2 separate regions of the Canis lupus genome follow, and region 2 is linked to region 1. Evidence: chromatin contacts called from public Hi-C data. All regions are on one chromosome and are shown on one strand. The core of a region is the stretch at or near the end of the contact, and the rest is flanking DNA. Distances in the headings are between cores, read along the strand shown.

Evidence for each region. Hi-C and Micro-C count contacts between places; a contact is called where the count stands out from the background.
Region 2: a Hi-C map of skin fibroblasts shows a contact between it and region 1, with 4 times the contacts expected there. The contact joins two enhancer-like sites. A contact is called at or near these places in 4 of 9 Hi-C or Micro-C datasets (amygdala, blood, liver and 1 more).

Annotation. Positions count from the first base shown.
Region 1 is chr13:22,503,435-22,510,383 of UU_Cfam_GSD_1.0, reverse strand. No RefSeq gene overlaps it. Among named protein-coding and RNA genes, the nearest start is that of FER1L6, 45 kb to the left of the region's middle. Within about 2 kb of position 2,668, at least 3 of the 20 cell types and tissues checked have an H3K27ac peak or open chromatin away from gene starts, as enhancers often do.
Region 2 is chr13:22,952,875-22,960,290 of UU_Cfam_GSD_1.0, reverse strand. It overlaps TRMT12 (tRNA wybutosine-synthesizing protein 2 homolog), which reads right to left. Exons shown (of 4, transcript XM_038555461.1): 2 at 537-1,824; 3 at 1-99. The coding sequence starts at 1,299. Among named protein-coding and RNA genes, the nearest start is that of RNF139, 19 kb to the left of the region's middle. Within about 2 kb of position 1,465, at least 13 of the 20 cell types and tissues checked have an H3K27ac peak or open chromatin away from gene starts, as enhancers often do.

The DNA.
Region 1 (6,949 bases), core at 1,419-3,918:
GCCTGTGTCTCTGCCTCTCTCTCTCTCTCTCTCTCTCTCTCTCCAAGGCATCTTCATGTGGACCTTTCCATTCACACTCTTTAAATCTTTAATGAATGCATCATGGTGAGGAAGAGGATAAGGAAGCCCGGGTTCAGACAAGGGGCAGAGTTTGTCTGAGGCCACGGTGTAGGGGAACGGTTGACCGGGTATCACAGAGAGAGCACAGGGGCTGCCAAGACGAGAGCCAGCTTGCAACACAGCCTCGTACACGCTCCTCTCAGGCGGCTCTCGGCCAAGGGGTCTCCATGCAAGGGCCAAACAAAAATCACAGCTCACTGTCCCCAGCAACGGACCTGGTGTCGTGAGTCCCACCGATATCCCCTCAGCCCACAGGGAGGGTCATCTGTGGCCTCAGCTCCTGGCTTCAGCTCCTGTGCATGTTGCTGCCTTCCTGCCCCATGTATAGGTGTCTCTCTGCCTCAAAGTGTCTCTCTAACCTGGGGAGTATGCTCAGGCCCCCGGTAGGGCAGGTCAAAGGTGCCAGGGAGTTAACAGCCATGGAAGCAACCCCCAGCCAGTGAGGGACGGGGTCAGAGAAGCAATCCCCAGTGTCCCTCACCCACAGGGGATGTTACTCAGTCTCCCAAAGGGTCCCCTTCAGAATGGAGCCCTGATGGTCCACAGCCTTAACCCTCTCATTGGCCAACCCCTTAATGGCTTTGATCCCTTCCTTGCCCCCACCCTCAATGTGATTCCAGGGTATGAAATAGCTCTCATATAAGCTATTTGCACCAAAATCTGTCTCATTCTGATGTAACTCTCAAAACATACCTTTAATTTGTGCCCCCCCCCCAAAAAAACAAGACATCAGAGATGTCTCTACTACTTCACTTCACACAAATATACAAGTTCAAATACAAAAGGAAGGGCAGCCCTCAATGCTGAGCCCCGGGGCCACTGGGCACCACTGGGAGAGCCTGTGGGAGTGAACCTGGGGTTACAGGGGTGTGGAGTGCAGGTTCAAGTCTCTTTTCTCCAGCATTTTCAAACATTGTTCATGACCTGCTCAAATCCCTTTAAACTCCTCTAAGGCTCTCTTTGGGGGGAAAGCAGTACTAGGAACTGTCCAAGCAGCGAGCATAATGTGCACCATTTATTGCTTTCTGGGCAAGCACACTGTCATGGCTCTCAGCCCCCCCCCCCAGCAGAGGATCTCTGGTCCAGTGGAACAGAGGATCTTACTAGCCTTGAGGGCCTTCGAGAAACCCTCTGCTTCCTCCTCCACAAAACCAACTGGCCTCATGTACGGAACCAGCCATTGATTGTGTGCAGACCAGGCCCACCTGGGTCAGCCTGAGGAGGCTGCATTGCCCAGCGTACAGAGCGACTGAGAAAATGTGACACACACGCCACCTCGGTCTCCCTTTCTATTCCTCAAGATCCCATCTTTGCACTTACCATTCTGTCCACCTGGAAGGCTTTTCCTCTAGCCTTTTGCATCGTTGGTCCAATCCATCCTTTCGTATCTCAGCTCCATGTCAACTCTCCAGAGAGGTCTTGGCTAAAGAGCCCATGTGAGGTGTTCCAGCCACCTGCCACTCTAATACCGCCCCGTTAACATTCTTCATGAGCACTCAACCAGCCAAGGTGTCCTGTTGTTTCCTTTCTTCTTTTATTGTATGTCCCCAGCCCAACCTCCTGGTTAAGAATGGAAACAGCGTCAGAGAAGGGAGCTTGCGTGTTTTATTATCTGGCTTGGTGACGGAATTCATGGTCTCCAAGAAAGACCCCCTGTCCCTGGTGTCACATATATTCTCTTAATTCTTTGATCAAACCCTTATTTAGGTGCTGCTGTGAAAGGGTTTTGTAGATGTACTTAAGGTAAAGTAAGGAGAATATGCGGGTGGGCCTGACCTAAACACATGAGACCTTAAATCTGAGTCTAGAGATCAGATACAGAGAAGTCAGGGAGAGTCACAGTGTGAGGACGCAACACGAGGAAGGTTCCCCATGGCTTTGGAGATAGAGGGGGACATGTGTCAGGGAATGCAGCAGCCTTTAGGAGCGAAAAGAGCTCCCAGCAAGACAGTCAACAAGGAAACCAGGACTGCAAGGCTCTCAATTTTGAATTCTGATTTCTGCCACAACCCCATGAGCTCTGGAGGAGAAGCAGCCTTCTAGAAACCTTGATTCTAGCCTTATGGGACTCTGAGAAGAGAACCCAGCTATGCCGTGCACGGACTTCAGACCCACAGAAACTGGATGTCATTTTACGCCACTAAATGTGTAGTAATTTATTATGCAGCAATAGAAACCCAACACACATGGAACGTTTTATTCAACGCAAAAATTGACCCAAGTGTCAGCTTTTCAGACTCAGTAACATACCCCTGCCATGGCCACCAGGTTGACTATTACATTATTGTCTCTGAACCCCCAAGTCCCCTTCTGTGCCCCTCTGTGATCCTGGGCAGGACCAGATGCTCCTGCTTGGCCGTGGTGGGGAGAAGTGATCGCTAGAACAAAGTCAGGAAGAAGGGGTCGTGGGCACCCACCTCAACCATTGCCACCCAAATACATTCAGGTGGCTTTTCAACAATGTTTCCGTGTCATCCCACACTCAGTCCCAGCACGAGATGCCTTCCCTCGGAATTCTATTCGTATCACCCTATAGGAGTCAGTCCTGATGTTCTCAGAGTAGTTCTCCAAGCCAACGACAGTCAGCAGGACTGGGGAGGTGGGTGAGGATGGACTACCACCAGATCCTGCTTATTCTGCGGAAAGGAAAATCTGTGCTGTCCTCCGGCTAGTGGAGAATTTGAGCCGAGCAAGGAGGATTGCAAAGTGAAACACTGCCACCCTCTGGAGGGGAAAAGCCTGCAGAGGTGACTCCAGCCGCCAGACTGGGCTTTGAACAGGACCATCCTAACCCTGGGAGGCCAACAGAGGGTTGCAGAAGGGGAGGTGGGTGGGAGGATGGCCTAACTGGGTGACGGGCATTAAGGAGGGCAGGTGATGAGATGGGCACTGGGTGTCACACTATATGTTGGCAAGTTGAATTTAAATAAAATATTAAAAAATAAAAATAAACAGGACTGTCACTGCTTTGCCGGAGCAGGAAGGCCAGCACTCCAGGGGCGTGGACAGTGACTTTCCAAACAGCAGCAAGAACATCATCGAGAGATCAGGTTCAAAGAAAAGTTTAGTCGGGCAATGGTGCCCTTGGAGCACTCTGGAGTTACAACGGTGTTGTTCAAATGACAGCGGGAATGGTCTAAATAAGACAAATTTCTAGTGGACAATCCTGCCTGGCATTGGGTGGGTGTCTGCTTGGAAGAGTGGCAAGTGCTCAGTGTTTTCTCTCACGGGAGAAACAGACAAAAGCAACAAGACAATTTAGAGCAGACTCAGCATTTTCCAAAGCTCTGTCCTTCCCCTCGTGCATGGAGAGGAAAATCACACTCTGCATAATTTGGGCCTAAGAAGTGGCCTCTTAGGATATACTCAGGACTGATGTTCACTGTGCTTTCATCGGGAGATTTTTGGATTGAAAAAAATGGGCTAGCTGTTCGTGGACTTTATTTGAAATAAGTGTAACTTTCATTTTATTCAGTTGGCCATAAGGAACCACCTGAGTTTTTGATCCTCACGATTTTTAAAGACAATTTACTTAACTAACGATGCTGCGTATTGATGAGGAAGTTCTGGCATGGAAAGTATACATTTTCAGAGAACATTTGATAGATGAAAAAAATTCTAACTAAGTAATGTGAAATGCAAAAGGCAAGAGACTAAGCTTCCTGTAGAGGGTGGCTCTGGATTGTTCCAGGCATTTACCTATGGCTGTGTATGTGTTTCTATGTTGTTGAGTAAGTGAGAAGAATGTGCTGCTAAGAATCATACCAAAAACTTCCCAGTGTTTATCTCTGGGTAGTGAAATTATGGTTTGACATTGTCATCCTCATTTTTGTCTGCATTTTCCAATCTGTCATAGCGAAAGTGAATTGTGTCCTTATCAGAAAAAAACTGTGACTTAAAAAGCTAAGGGAGACCTGGGTGACTCAGTGGTTGAGCGTCAGCCTTTGGCTCAGGTCGTGATCCTGGGGTCCTGGGATCGAGTCCTGAATCGGGCTCCCTGCAGGGACCCTGCTTCTCCCTCTGCCTATGTCTCTGTCTCTCCCTCTGTGTCTCTTACAAATAAATAAAATCTTTAAAAAACTAAAGCTTTCTAAAAATAATGTAAGATTTGTAAACAATTATATGGGCCATGGCTGTTGGTGATTTTAAAATGCGTGCCAATCCCTAATTGCTGTCACAGTTGGAATAGTCTAGGTCAGCAGCTCTCAGACATTTTGGTCTCAGGGCTCCTTTAAAATATTAAAAATTATTGAGGCCTCCAAAGAGCTTTTGTGGATTCAGTTGACATTTAGTAGAAATTAGAAATTTAGTATATCTGTTGACATTTAGTAGAAATTAAAACTGTAAAAAGTGTTGAGCATTCATTATTTCAAAGTACAATAATAAACCCATGACATGTTAGCATAAACAACGTATTTAATGAAAAATAACTACCTGGGGATCCCTGGGTGGCTCAGCGGATTAGCGCCTGCCTTTGGCCCAGGGCACGATCCTGGAGTCCCGGGATCGAGTCCCACGTTGGGATCCCGACATGGAGCCTGCTTCTCCCTCTACCTGTGACTCTGCCTCTCTCTCTCTGTGTCTCTCATGAATGAATGAATGAATGAATGAATGAATGAATGAATAAAATCTTTAAAAAAAAGAAAAATATCTTTTCTTTTTGTAAGATTTTACTTATTTATTTGAGAGAGAGAACACAAGCCAGGGGAGGGGCAGAGGGAGAGAGAGAAGCAGATTCCCTGCTGAGCGGGGAGTTTGACATGGGGCTTGATCCCAGGACCCTGGGATCATGACTTGAGCTGAAGGTAGATGCTTAACCAGCTGAGCCACCCAGGTGCTCCATATATTTTCCAAAGAAAAAGTACTCCGATGAGAAAAAGAGCATTGTTGTATGTCCTTGCAAATCCTTTTAATGTCCGGCTTACTAAAGGCAGCTGGATTCTCATATGCTTCGGCATTCCATCTGTTACTCTGATTGAAGTACATGAAGAATATTTGGCCTCACAACAAATATATGTTTGGAAAAGAGAGGAAGTAATTTAAAGATAGATAGATAGATAGATAGATAGATAGATAGATAGATTTATTATTTATAGAGCGAAAATGAGCAAGTGTGGGGGTAAGGGCAGAGGGAAAGAATCTCAAGCAGACTCCCCACTGAGCGCAGAGCCTGACACCAGGGATCCACCTCAGGATCCTGAGACATGACTTGAGCCAAAATCAAGAGTTGGATGCTTAACCAACTGAGCCACCCAGTTGCCCAGAGAGGAAGTAATTTAATAGCCTTTTCAGATAATGGTGGATATTGCCTTTTTTACTACACTGCTGTGGGTTCACTGCACATTGCAGGTTGGTCACACAGGGATGGGTAGAGAAAAAAACAAATGTTCTATTCATTGTAGTCACAGGGGATCCAGGCTGAGCAAGCTCTCACCATCTTAAATGTTACCAGTCACCTCACCATGAGGAAAGGAGAATTCCAGAGGATCTTGTCTTGACAATGACATCTTCTGCCCAGAACTAACACAATCCATTCACCTCTACTCACTGGCCAGACAAGTCAAATGGCTCCATCCAACCACACAAGGATGGCCCCCTGTTATCCCACTGAGCCAGCAAGGGCAGCCACTGGGAATCATTGCTGACCAGATCTGACAACTGCAACAGCTGCATTTCCAATGAGCTTCTAAAAATTACATTTTATTACTGTAAAAAAGAAAATTCCAAATGGAGTAGAAGGGGACACGATAAAAATTAGAGCCCTCCCAGATAAATCAAACACTGTCTCCAGAGAGAACTCTTCTAGTTTCTTTGGAATCTTCTCCTGCCTACTGGATCCGCACCTATAACAAGTTTATAACCCTGTTTGTTCTCCTCAAATGGGCTCAAATGCTGTCCTGGAACCTCTTGTTTCACTTAACAATATATTATTAAAATCTTTTCCTGCCTTTACTTATTTCTTGGAAATGGGTAGAAAATACCTTTGTTCTACCCAATATTCTAGTGAACAAATTAACATTTTTTAGCTTTTTTTTTTTTTTTGCTATTATAAACAAAGCTACAATGAATTTCCTCCTATGCATATGTCCAAGTAGGTTTAAAAATAACATTCCTAGGGTCATAATGTATCAAAAAGTATAGTGTATTTTAAATCCTAACACATATTTTCAAGTTTCCCTCCAAAGAAAGTTAACAAGAATTTACCTTCCCACTAATACTACCCACCCTGCCCTAGACTTTCACAGACACTCTGGATTACCACTTTTTTCATTTTTGCCAGTGTGTTGGGTGGGAAATGCTACCACATAGTAGTTTTAATTTGTGTTTAATTATGAATTAATTTGTTTTCATTTTTGTTAGCTATTATATTTTTCTACAAACTGCCTATTCATACGTTTTGCCCATTGTTCTACCCTAGCTTGCCTTTTCTTCTCAGAAGGGGTTTTTGTATTGTAAAGGTAGCAGGCAAGGAGATGCAGCCCTCTGACCCCCACCCTTCAAGCTGTGGGGCTGCAAACAGGGTGGTTATGTGGTAGCCCCCAGGCTGTTGATTCCTTCAGGGTCAGCCTCAGCTTTCCAGCCTGGGCCACAGTTTTCTCAGGGCAGCCCACAGCCAGTGACTGGGCAAGAAAAAAGAACATCCAACAGAGAGAGAAAGAGCGAGATGGCCACTCTAGCCAAATGGAGGGACAGGGACATGCCCACATGTCCCTTTCAATCGACAGAACCTCCATCCACTACCCGCACCACCACAGGCTTCCTCTGAGGGTGGAGTTCCTTGTCCCTTAAGGGAATAAACAAAATACAATCAATCAGGCCAGGAGACTTT
Region 2 (7,416 bases), core at 216-2,715, 450 kb before region 1:
GCGGCATTCCAAATCCAACACGATGTGATCCACGTGGGGAGCATAGGATTTCACCGGTTGGATGTGCAGGATTTGGGTCTTCCATGGTTTCCCGTGCACCTGCTGAAGAAGGGTGGCAATACAAGTTTCTGCAGACTCTGCCCACCTCTGCCACTCTGGTTTGGTGGCTGCTGATGGCATTTTTCTCCTAGAATCCCTGGTAGCGCCATTTGTCCATTGGTTGGTGACAATTTGCTGAGGATAAGAAGAATGCTCCTTTTCCATTTCACTGCTTCCAGGAGGCTGGAGAGTCTTCCCTGGGTAAGATTCCACATTTTGGTGGATATGCAAAATGCCCCCCGCATCCCGTCTTAGCAGTTGGCAGGCAATGGGCCAGCCTTCTTCCGAGCTGGGAATCAGCCCCAGGTTCACCCTGTCTGCAATGTTTGAGAGCTTCAGTTTTCTGTTATCCCCAAAGTGTATCTGGCACCGATGTGCTACTCCATTGATATCAAGGTTCTTTCTCAGAGCAACTACCGCATGGGGATTCCACTCACAGGCATGGACGAAGGCAGCCCCAGCATGGACTAGGAAGGGCAATGTAAAATAACCAATCCCCGCATACAGATCCACCAGCACTTCTCCAGCACAGGGCAGCGATGCCACTCGAAGCTTCTCCGTGATGTTTCCGAAGGAGAACATGCACCGGGTCACGTCAAACTTATATCGGATCCCATTATCCACATGCTCTACCCAGCCATCGTCGCCCAGCAGCAGAGTCACTGCTGGGGTTCGAGTGCCATCGGGTGATACCCGCCCTCGTTTGGCCACACGATGGACGCCAAGTGCCGACGCAACAGTCTTCCAGAGTTCTGGTTCCAGATTTTCCCACTGCTTGGCTTGGAAACAGTCCTCGCTCAGCAACAAGAGGTTACCGTGTCGTTGCCAAGATCGGGGCAAATCAGCCTCCAAGTCAGCGGACCACGTCACTCCCCGGCCCTCTACCCAGCGACTCACTTCAAGACGCAGCCTCTGGGCGGGCGAACCACCCTGGGCCTTCTTTGAGGGAACAGGATCCCGGAGCTGCGTTACCCTACAGGTGCTGCCTGGAGCCACACGGTTCCGCAGCTCCTGCAGGTGCCGCTCAGGGAGCGCCTCGCCCAGCACCGGCAGCGCCACCGTGCCATCCGGCATCTTTTCCAGACGGTGCTGTCTATCTAGGAGTTGCTGTTTCTCGAGATACTCTCTGTATCGCTGGGTAAACCGAGGCTCAGTCACAACCGCGACAACAGCCGCGGGCTTCCCAGCTTCCCCTTCCATGTTGCCGGCCCCACATTCCCTCGGATTCCCTCCGCGAGACTCACTCAGATCCCACAGCCCCGGGGCTCTGCATGGGCACCGCGGCAGCGGGAAGCACGGCGCACACGCCGCGGAGCCGGGGTCGGAAGTGACGTTAAATAGGCAGGCCGGAAGTAAGCATTGACGCGCTCGTTGGCAAATAGCGTCGCCGTTACCGTGGTGAGGCCGCTGTCGCCATCTTTGTTGTGGTCAACCGTCCACTGGCTGCAGCCTAAGGGGACATTAATAATAACAAGGAATTCTGTGGGCTTAAAAACGTCTGATTAGTCGGTAAACTCCAGAACCCTCGTGCACTCTCTTCAGTTCCGCTCATGCATCCAAAGAAAGAAGTGCACTTGGAATGATGGGCTGAATTCGGAGAAAGTCTTCCCATGTTCTCATGCTGCTCTCGGGTCATTGTCAGCGGCCGCAGCCTTTGCTGAGAGTGAAGAGCCTACTACAGCTTCCTCATTTCCTTTCCTTGTGCAGATAGTCATCAGCATCTCACTGTCATGCAGTATTAAAACAAAACAAAACAAAACAAAACAAGTATTTGCAAGTTAGAAGGATCTGAGTAAATCATATCACCTCTCAGAATCAGAATCCTCATCAGTAAAATGACTTAGGTTACCTTTCTCAGATGCCTGCCATGATTAAAGATACCATATATAAAGCGCTTTGAACAGTGACTAGCAAAGAGTAGATACTCAAAAGAGATATGTAATAAGTTGAAGTGGTTAGATGGTAGATACTAAATACCTGCTGAAATGCTTTGATACAGCTAATGAGAACAAAGAAGAATTCCCTTACACCTAAACTCAAATAGTTGAAAGTTAGAGTTGTAAGGAAGCCCTATTCTTTTTACTTACTTACTTTTCCCATCGTTCTACACATTAGGATATTGAGACCTAGAGAGTTAACATTCATTAAATTCCCCAGTTCAGGTCTCTCTGTATGAGAGGCACAAGGCTATGGGTAAAACAATTTTTTTTTATTTCTTGACACCTATTCAGTATCACCCAAAGTTGTTGTTGTTGTCATCAGTTTTGTCTCTATGTTTAAAATTCAGATTCCATGAAGAAAATATCACGTGGGAGAGTAGATCCTTTTGGTGCCCTATTTACCCTTGGCACTCACCATTCCTGTATATGCCAACCCAAAGCTTCTAACAAAAGCACTTAGTAGTCAGCCTGATGGCTTTCTCTGCTCACCAGAATTGGCTCAGCATATGTCCAAGGCAGGCCAGAAATGCTGGGGAATAACTGCCCACTGCCACCTCTTGGGTGGCAATCTCAACCAGTGACTGATGGAAGTTGGTGAATAAGTTTCCCAGTTCCATATACCTTAGTTGGTATACCTGTCTCCCAGGGTTCTCTTAGGACTTCAGTTTTTCCATAATCCTCTGTATGCTGTGCATTTTCAATTTCTCTTTTTCTTTTTCTCCTGGATTATTCCCATCAGTATATAAACACACTGCCACTTGCCATCTTTAATTACCTCTCTTGATTCTTCACTTTTACTGATATTTTCAAGTTCATATTTCTCACTATTCCATATTTTCTACTCCCAACTCCAATATCATTTGTCTTTATTATCTCAACTTGGTGTCTAATAGGCATCTCATATTTAATATGTGTAAAATAGATTTTTTCTGCAACTGCTCCCATGTATATAATAATACTATGTTATCCAGCATCCACTCATTTACTCAAGCACTAGATGATAGTTTAGAACTATCTCCTATCACCTCCCCACTCCCACCTTTTCCTCAACTTCCTATTACTATTTGATAATTAACTGCCAGGTGCTATATACTCTATATACTCCATATATTCTATATACCTTGATACTCCAAAATATATGCCAAATTAGCCTACCTCTTTTGATTTCCCTAGCCACCTTCTGGGACATAGGTTACTGCAGTGTCCTTCTCACTGGTTTCTCCTTTAGGGCTCTTACCTTCTTTTTTATTCTCCAACTACCAATCAGGATGAGAATTCTCCAAACATTATGATCCTAACTTTCCCTACTGAAAAACAGTTCCTGCCTACCCATTGTTCAAAGAGTCAGCTTCTTGCCCTGGCCCACCAGACTATGCATGATCTGGTTTCTAAGTATCAGCCTGAGATGGAACTATTCCCCAAGCTAAACACACAACAGGGACTCCAGTCTCCTTTCACTTCCTAAAATAGGCCAAGTCTTTTCTCATGCTTTTATCTTTGGACTCGTTATTCCCTTTGTCTGAAATGCCCTTCCCTCAGATGATGGAATGGCTGAGGATTTGTCTGAAAGTCATCTTCTGGTGGAGCTTTCATTCAACACTCTCTTTTCTCTCCAATGTTAGGTCTACTTAATACTGTTAAATTTGGGGTGCCTGTGTGGCTTAATCCATTAAGTGTCTGACTTGGGCTGGGGTCATGATCTCAGAGACATGGGATCAAGCCCCACCTTGTACTCCCTACTCAGCAAGGAGTCTGTTGGAGATTCTCTTTATCTCCCTGTCCCTATCCCTCTGCCCCTTACCCGGCTCATGCTTTTTTTCTCCTCTGTCTCTCTCTCTAAATAAATAAATCTTTTAAAAAATACTGTTAATTCCTCCTTTAATACTAGATTGCTATTTATTTATTTACTTTTAAATGTCAGTTTTCCCTTGTAGCAAATAATTTTCTCATAGAAAAGGAATGTTCTTTTTCTGTCTACTGCTATATCCCCAGCATCTTCTATATAGTTCTTGGTCACAAGTCATTGCTTGGCAAATACCATAATAATTAAGAGAATGCTTGACCACCAAGAGACTTGAACATGTTTATACCCATTTGAGCAGTAAATCCATTCCATGAATGTAGAATGATCAGAAATTCACACAAAGATCGATAAACTAAAATATTCCTTGCTGTTTTTCTTAAACCTACAGTTGAAAGGTTAAATGAATCATGGTACATCCCTTAGATGGAAATATTAAACAGTTGTTATGATTATAAGAAATATTAATGACACAGGAAGTTACTCCTTATAAAGTGTTAAATTGCAAAATATATACAATTATGCCTTAAATTATATTATTTATTTTAAAAAGTTTATTGGGGCAAGTTCTAAAAATGTGAACAGTCATTCACAGTGATTCCCGATATGATGCAATTATAAGTGATTCCATTTTCTTTTGTACATTTTTCTCCAGTTACTAGTTACATGTGATGAACAAATGTTATCTTTATATCTTAGAAAAATCTTTAGAAAATCCATGAGGCAGTAAAAATGTTGTTTTCTGGGTCTCATATAAATGGAAACTCCCTTTCATTTTATTTGTAGTGGCAGGTGATAAAAATCATGTCTCACAAAGTGTTTTATCTCTAGGTTTCCTTCTGTTCCAAAGTCAGTCTGACACTTTACAACAGTAATTAAAATAACGTAGTACAGACTTTGACCCAAACAAATCCTACTTTTAATCTGAGGTAAACAAAATGTTGGGGGACATGAGTTGAAATGTAACTTAATATTTGAGAGTTGGAAATGATCCTTTAAAAGTTGCAGATTACAAATGATCCCCACTTGTAATGGCCATCTTGATCCACCATCCCTCAAGCACTTGACTTCATTTTCCCCACCATTTCCATCATGTGAATTCATTGAAACGACAGCAAAGCAAAAGCAATCAGCAATGACAATAATAAAGAAGCTTGTAGACAACCCATGAGTTCCAACACAGAAGAAGATGATTACTTAGTAAAGAAATAGGTCAGAGAAATTACCTGGAGAGGCAAGGAGAGGGTGGGCAACTTTATTATAAGCTGCCTCTCCCAAAGTGGCTAGAATTATTTAATTCCATATGAATTTTAGTCCGAGAGCCCCCAGCTGGGGATGAGTCTGTAACCACCTCTTCTTGATGAAATGCCAAAACCCCGAAGACCAAGGGACCATCCACCAGCCTGTATTATGAGAGGTGGCATTCAATTCTTTAAGGGCCGTCAGCTTTCACATAGGTAGGGGGTTCTGAACGGTGTTGGGCTGGCTGTATACACAAGGGCTTTCCTGCATAGCTTGAGAGATCCTGGAGGCTAGAAATAAAGCGAAATAATTGCTTTTATTTTCTTAATCTTCTCTTCCTTCCATTCTTCACTCCACTTGCTGCACATGGCATGCTGTTCCCTTCCCTTTGGTACCTCTTCATTTGTTCATTCATTTTAGCATCACCGCTGCAGTTTTTGAACAACTGTTTGCTAACTTCCTTTCACGGAACTCTATTCTGAGCTGAAGATAGACTCAAGAATACTTCTGAGGCCATGAGTTAAGTGCTACTAGAGTTGCCATTTCAAGTGCTTTGTGAGCATGGAGGAGAGATCAAGCCATCTTTCTTTTGCATTTTGAAGAACACAAAATGTTCTCTTTGCTTTTCCTCCTGCCTCACTGAATGCTGCTTCTTATGGGTGTACTTGTCTACCTCCCCTCACTGCTACCAGCACCCACTACATTTGATGTTTCCCAGATGCTTCACACTCAACACTTCCAAAATTGAACTCAGCTCGTGTTCTCCTCTTTAGCTCATGAAATGCTCCTGCCAGTCTCCTAGTTGTTCATGTCACAAACCTGGGACTTTTCTTTTACTTATGCTTCTCCCTTGCCCTCAGTGCTCACAACAAAACCACTGCCATTCTGAATGGACTTTCGTGCTGCATAGTTCCCCAGAGAATCCCCTTCTCCCTGCACCGGTGACAGTGCCCTAGATCATGTCCCACAGTTTTCTGAGTGGATCGCCCACCTTTGTTTATTTCACCAATAACATACTATTACTTTACTCCTTTTATTTTATGTCAGAGTATTCGAACTGAAAACCAAGATGGTAAAGAATTTTTTCACAAGCTTTGTTTTATTATATAAAGAGCTACATTGTCACATTACAAAGTTCATTATGCCATAATTCAATGTTCCATTATGGCACATGGGCTTTGAATAATTCATATTATAATACTCAGAGCTTGAGACTTTGTAATATTTACATTTGTAAAATGCAAAAATAACAAATTTTAATAAAATTCTTTCCATAAAAAGTTCTCACTTTAATTCGCTAGTAATTTTATTCCATCGTGGCCAGAGAACATACATGTATACTTTCAATCCTTTTCGATTTATCGAGGCTTCATTTTATAACCTAGCACATGGTCTTGACTTGAGAATGTACCACGTGCACTTGAGAAGAATGTGTGTTCTGCTGTTGCTGTGGAGTGTCCTGTAGTTGTCTGTTAGCCTGTATCCTTTTAACTTATTAGGTAAAGTAATTTTGTGGTCATTACAATTAACAACCATAGCCTCAATTCAAGAACTAGAATACCTAGTATCAAGTACTGATCTAGACACATGGTCCTCTCCTATTCCCATGCACTCAACACACTCCTTCCCTTTGCTACGGTTCACTTTCATGACTGGTCTCACTGCTCAGACAGTTCCCTTCCTAAGGCCAGTCAGAACATCCTCAGGAAAGCCTTTTCTAACCTCCTATCCATCACCCCAATAAGGAAAATCCCTACCAGTGATTCTCATAGCACCATGTTCTTTTCATAGAGCTCTTTCCAGCTATATTTTTTCATTTTTAAATTTGGTTAATTGCTATCTTCCCACAAGTGTGTAAGTTTCGGGGTGGAGGAGGTGGTAAGGAGCTGGATTTCCCTTCATTATTGTATTTCCTTATTGTATCTATGAGAACCTGCCACATATACTACATTCTAATAAAATATCTGTAGAATGAACACATGAGTGAGTGAGTGAGTGAGTGAGTGAGTGAGTGAATGAATGAATGAATGATGGGAGAAGAAAGATCTGCAGGAATGACAGTTCAGGGCTCAAGTGAGCGTTTTTAGTTCCAAGATGGTACCACTAGATGGCAGCAATAATCAGCATCAAAGTAGTTGCAGCCTCTGAGTAAAGTTCTTGGCTTTCTTTCTTTCTGTTTTTTGTTGTTGTTGTTTTTTAAAGATTCATTTATTTATTTTAGAGAGAGAATGCGAGAGAGAAAGGGTAGTACGGGGAGGGACAGAGGGAGAGAATTTTCAAGCAGACTCCCTACTGAGCATGGAGCCTGAAGCAGGTAGATCCCACGTTCTACTG